Linked DNA regions of Canis lupus: region 1 is linked to region 2. The links are chromatin contacts, called in public Hi-C maps. All regions are on one chromosome and are shown on one strand. The core of a region is the stretch at or near the end of the contact, and the rest is flanking DNA. Distances in the headings are between cores, read along the strand shown. Region 1 overlaps CAB39 (calcium-binding protein 39). Region 2 has its middle 6.6 kb from the start of SP100.

The links. A called contact is a pair of places that touch in the nucleus more often than the background predicts.
Region 1: a Hi-C map of skin fibroblasts shows a contact between it and region 2, with 4 times the contacts expected there. The contact joins two enhancer-like sites. A contact is called at or near these places in 3 of 9 Hi-C or Micro-C datasets (amygdala, blood and skin fibroblasts).

The regions. Positions count from the first base shown.
Region 1 is chr25:42,984,155-42,986,854 of UU_Cfam_GSD_1.0, reverse strand. CAB39 (calcium-binding protein 39) reads right to left here. Exons shown (of 9, transcript XM_038574145.1): 9 at 1,397-2,700. Among named protein-coding and RNA genes, the nearest start is that of ITM2C, 28 kb to the left of the region's middle. Within about 2 kb of position 1,289, at least 3 of the 20 cell types and tissues checked have an H3K27ac peak or open chromatin away from gene starts, as enhancers often do. A contact at or near this core is called in blood, where this site is marked.
Region 2 is chr25:42,714,218-42,716,917 of UU_Cfam_GSD_1.0, reverse strand. No RefSeq gene overlaps it. Among named protein-coding and RNA genes, the nearest start is that of SP100, 6.6 kb to the left of the region's middle. Within about 2 kb of position 1,282, at least 6 of the 20 cell types and tissues checked have an H3K27ac peak or open chromatin away from gene starts, as enhancers often do. A contact at or near this core is called in blood, where this site is marked.

The sequences.
Region 1 (2,700 bases), core at 40-2,539, 270 kb before region 2:
GTCTGTGTTCCTGGGTATGACCTAGAAAAGAGCACTTCATTGATTACAGAGGACATGACCTCCTGCTCAGAACCCTGGCGGCCACTGTACTCGGCGACCAGGCCGTCGGGGCCTGTGCTCCACCTTCCGGTTGTCAAGTTCCCACCCGACGATCACACAGGCCACCGGACATCGGTGGGGCCTTAGAGGTCAGCGGGGACAAGCACGCCAAGGCCTCCTGCCAGCTGTGGAGCCACAGGTCGGCCTCGCTTCGGTCAGCGTGTGCTCCGGCAGGGACAGGTCTCCGTGACAGGGCTTGGAGGCCTGTGTCCCTGTTAGCCGTGTCCTGGGTCCTCAGGGCCTGGTGGGGGCAGGCGGAAGCTGATGACAAATGACACGTGTTCAGACGGCTCCTGAGGGACGGCTTTCCGTGGGGGTGGCTTCTGGGAGGCAGCCGAGAGGGCTCTGAGGGCGGAGTGTGGGGCGTCTAACCGGGTCCTTCACACCTTCTAGAACAGGATGGTCCGAGAGGGTATCGGGCTCCGAAAGCTGCTGTAAAGGACACTCGTGGCCGGTGGGGAGAACATTCCTTGGAAACCGAGCGGCAGCTGAGGCCAGTGTTGGGGGGGGGCTACTCCCTCATCACCTCAGAGAGCCTCTAGTCTCCTGAACGAACAAGCCTGGAGCCCGCAGCAGCTCTTCTGGTCACCGCCTTCTTGGGGTCCTTAGGAATTCTAGAGAGAAAGAGCAACACGTTACCCCCAGGGGCCCGAGACCCCGTCTTTCCTGCCGGGGGAAGGTGGCCCCGTGGATGCGGGGTAGGGAGAGGCCCCTCGGCGTGGCCACTTCTTCCTGTGTGATCGGAGGAAGGGCAAAGTCACAGGTCCTGACCTTAGGGGACCCTGTCATCTTTGGAGATGAGGGACTCAGCTACCCAGAAGAGATAAGCAGAAGGTCGTTTGCGTCACGTGCTTCGGCAGGAAGGCGCCGCGCCCCGAGCCATCGCCCCATTTACAGACCAAGGTGGAGGGGAGGACAGACGGTCGCTCGGGCGCTTCCGTGGCCACTCGCCGTCACTGTAATCGAGCCCGACTTATAACCCTCCTGCCCGGGGATCCACTTTTATCCTCGTACGTTCCCAATAGGTCAACAGGGACGTGGGCGGAGGATCCGCTCCCCAAATGCCAAGGTCTAAAAAAGCCATCACACGAGGTGCGACAGTGCTGACCCGTGAGAGGCAGGGCCAGGGAGCATAAGGGGAAGTCGCATTTGACACCAAAAATAAGACCCCGAATAGGAAGAAAGACTTGGCAGAGGTGTGCGTGCGGTTTCCGGTTAGGTTGTGGCACGATTTGTGCCGGGGCTGCTCGCAGACACACAGATGCAACTACCTGTGAGACACCATAAACACGGACAATGCTGTTTCTCCAAAATTTTATTTTAATTTAAATTACAGGGCCAGCCAGATATTCTGATAAGAAATTTGTTTCCTCAGGAGAAAGGAAATGCTTTCATGGCATTGTTAACAATTGTATACATCTCCACCTTTTTTATTTTTAAGGGTTAAAAATCACATTGAGTAACTGTAACTGACTTATGTAAAATTAAACCTTTATAACACAAAAAGAAACCACTTCCAGTATTACAGTTTTGGTAATATGAATATATTAAATGATAACTTCAAATGCAACTTTTCAACTTTGAATGTTTTCACATTTTTGTTGAAAAAAGAAAACAAAACGAGTCTTAACTCTGCCCAGATCCCAGTGCAACAGCAGCGTGTGGGTTTTGACAGGCTGCACCCTCACTGCCTTCCACATGGAGGCGCTAGTGCTGCGAAGCCAACGCCCCAGTGGAAGCCTAGTTAGGTTCTAGTTTCAAGTTCGAAGATCGAGCCTGGCAAGGAAACCTTTTGTCCACTTGGTGAAACTAATGTTTTCACGCTAAACCCAGACATGGAGCACTAGACCACGAGAACCAGAAGGCTGCATCACGGTCAAGTCCGCTGCTCCCTTCCTAAACATCTTGGATATTTTCACTTTGAGGAGCTTGGATCGCTTTCTGTACTTCCGATAGAAAAATGTCAATTATTCTACACAGATTTTGGAAAAGACAGCCTCAGAAAAACCAATTGTAATGTAGACTGCCTTTTTAGTGAGATGGAATACAAACACAGCTATGTTTTCTGGAGCTATTTTCCCCACTGGTATTCCTAGGAGGTCTGGAAACCTCACGCTTGAAACATCCACTGGGAGTCTCATTTTGCTGGCTGATAATTCAATTAGTGAGAGAGGCTAGCAAAGAGTAATTATATAAATTTCTTAATCAGCTACAGCCATGCTGAATTTGAACTGGCAAACTCTGATTTGTTGTTAGTTGTGATCTTTGTATCACTAAGATGAACAGAGACCATTCTAGTAACTTTACACAGATATGTTCTAGGAGACGTTGTTCTGCTGTGGTCACAGTAACAAAAAGTGGTGCAAAATCAGTTACTTCATAAATACTGATCATTTGCAGCATTAAGGAACAGGACATTAAAAAAAATAAATTTCCCCATAGGACACCTAGGACTAGGGACTCTTCTTTTCCTAAGAGAAGCCAAAGTTTTAATTATTCAGTTTCACAACTATTGTACTGGATTACTTAGTCTAAGAAGGAAAAGGTGCTCTACAGAGGCTTCCCCCACACACGGAGAATCAGCAGTAATTTAGCATAATC
Region 2 (2,700 bases), core at 33-2,532:
TGCCAGCTGAAGGTTGGAAAAGTATCTGATTATTGTTCGGCACAGTCCAGGCTGGGTCTAGGTTTACTAAATAGGCAGCTAGTTGGCACCTCTTGCGGAATCAGAACATGCCTAACTTGTCTTAGCGGGTCACTCACACGGCCAGGCTCAGACTTCACACCCTGCCTCCTCGGGCACAGCTCAGACCAGTTCAGACTGCTTTCACTTAGTGCCAGGCATCAGCCAGCAATTTGGGGGAGGGTTTAGACACAGAACTAGAGGTTCCTCTCTGTGACTTTCTCCTTTCTAGCATTTCCCCCTCGCTACCCAGAAAGCTTAGTGGCCCTGGGCTGCTTCCCTGGCTTTGCTGACCAGAGGGAAGGTAGGCTTTCTACCAAAGTTTTGGTCACTCCATGCAAGACTGGCATGCCCTCCTCTCAGGGCCAGGTCGTAATAAACAGTAAACGTCTTACATCAGCTGTTTCCTCTTGAGTTTTGTCTTCCCTCCAAAGTCAGCCTGCTTTGGTTTACTTTTCAGAGGCCTCAGGCAATTGTTCTTTGACTTTTGTTCAAAGTTTCTAGTTATTTTCTGTAAGAGGCTGGTTGGGTAGGAGCTCATGCCTGCAGGTCTAAAGCAGAGCTCCCCATCCTCAGTCCTAAGCAGCAGACCAGCCCTGCTTCTGGAGACGCCCCTTGCCCCCTGCCCACCCAAAGGAGAGAGATGCTAGTGTGCATCAAACAGCAAACACCCCTTTGTCAGATGAGATGCAGCCAGAACCATGCACACTGTGTACGTCTGCGCCCACGGGAACACAAATGCTCACCTACTCAGGGTGGGCTTGTTCAGTAAACAAAATGACAGAGCAAATAATATGCCTGGGGGACAAACATGGATTATTCTAGAATTTCTGTTGGAGTTAATACTCACAAACCTATGCAGATAAGACATGTATATTGTTGCCTAGAAGCCTAAGACTATTTTTTCTTTGTTAAGGGAGGAAGCTTGTTTTTGTTTCAAAAGACCTACTTATGTAGCCTTGTCTTTCCATGGAATTGGGGTCCCAGCCCTCCCTCTGCTTGCCTGCTGAACGAATTCCCCATGCACACACTAGGAAAGAAAGAGCCCCCAGCTGGGTGTGTATGAGTGAGCATTTGGCCTGATAGGAAACCCAGCCAGGTGGGTCAGTCCCTGGGCCCTAATCTCGGGCCCTGTGAAGCCTCCTCACCTGGTTCACATAGAGAGTGCTGGAGAACCCCCCTGTCTCCTCTCAGCACAGCGGAGCAGGGGGTGAGCCCAGCGGAGCTGCCCTGGGAGGCTCAGGCTGAGGGGTCCTTCTCAAGAGCCTCAGGACCTCAGGAGCAAGCAGGTCTTCCTGCAGCTCCCAGGGACACAGGGACACAGGCATGTGACCCGCTGTGAGGTCACGGTGGAGCTCCCCAGCATATCAGCCAACAGCCCACAACTGAGTCCAGGTAAACCGGACGGACAGGGTGACAGGCTTAGTGCTCTGGCTGTCTGGTTGAGGGGAGGGGTGTTGAGTAGACACCTTCTCTTCAAGCAGGAGGACCCACGCAGCGCAGGGCAGTGGGACCTCGATCAACCTGCTCCATTAGGTTCTGGGACCTGGGCCCCCCTGACTGGCATGGTGCTGCCCCACCCTCTGTTAGACACCAGGGCCACTGTGGAGAGTCCATGGGTCAGACTTCATTTCCTTGGTCACCCAGCCTCTTCCCCTGCTTTCCTAACAGCACCAAGTTTCCTCTGGGTAGACGATATCTCCCCTTTGTGCACAGGAGCGGAAGAACTGCTGCTCAATGTTGGGCACCCCCTCCCCTAGCCCAGCAAGAAGCCAGACCAGCCAGATGCTTCGGGGAGTTGGACTTTCTAGAGAAGTTACCAAAGAGTCTTTTTTTTTTTTTTAAATAAATGGAAAACATTCATTCTGGGGTGGCTCCTTGACAAGATGGCTGAGTTGGTTCTGGTGCTCAGTTCCTGGAGCTGCTCTGTTGCTTGCCCTGCTTCTGGGGCCATTTGCAGGCTCTGTGCCTAGCCTTCCTGCCCTTTCATGAGTCCCTGGGTGTCTGTGCAAAGAGTGTCTTTGTTTAACCTAGGTAAAGCTAGTCTGGCTGGCAAAGAGCCCTAACTGATACAAGGATGTTTGTGGGTTCTATTTACTTACTATTTTCAGGTACTTCTGAGGAGCACAGCAAATATTAACTCATTAATGCTCATGATCTAGTGAACTCTGTGCTAGTTTCTCCATTTTACAGATAGAATTAGTACCTAGAGGAGGTAAGTAACATGCCCAGGGACGCAAAGCCACTGGTGAGGGGCTCAGATTCCACCTCCCCGGCTGGCTTCCAGAACACAGTCTGAGCTCTCAAACACTAGGCTCTGCGGTCTCTCATTACAAGTTAGTACCCGTTCACAGCACCAAGAATAACCAACATGAGCCAACTGCAATTGAGGCTTAATGAAAAATAAAAGCTACAGTAGGAATGATATATAATCCTATTTCCCGACATGTAACAGCACTCATTATATAGTATTAAGTGAAAATATTGATTAGAACACATTTTATTATTAAGATGGTATAACCACTGCCTCCCTCCCAGCTTGTCCTCCCTCTCCCTACCCCACCCTATTACAAAACCTTGGATAATTTTCATCAAATTGGCAACCATGATTATTCTCCTGACTTGGAGAGGACTACCAAGCAT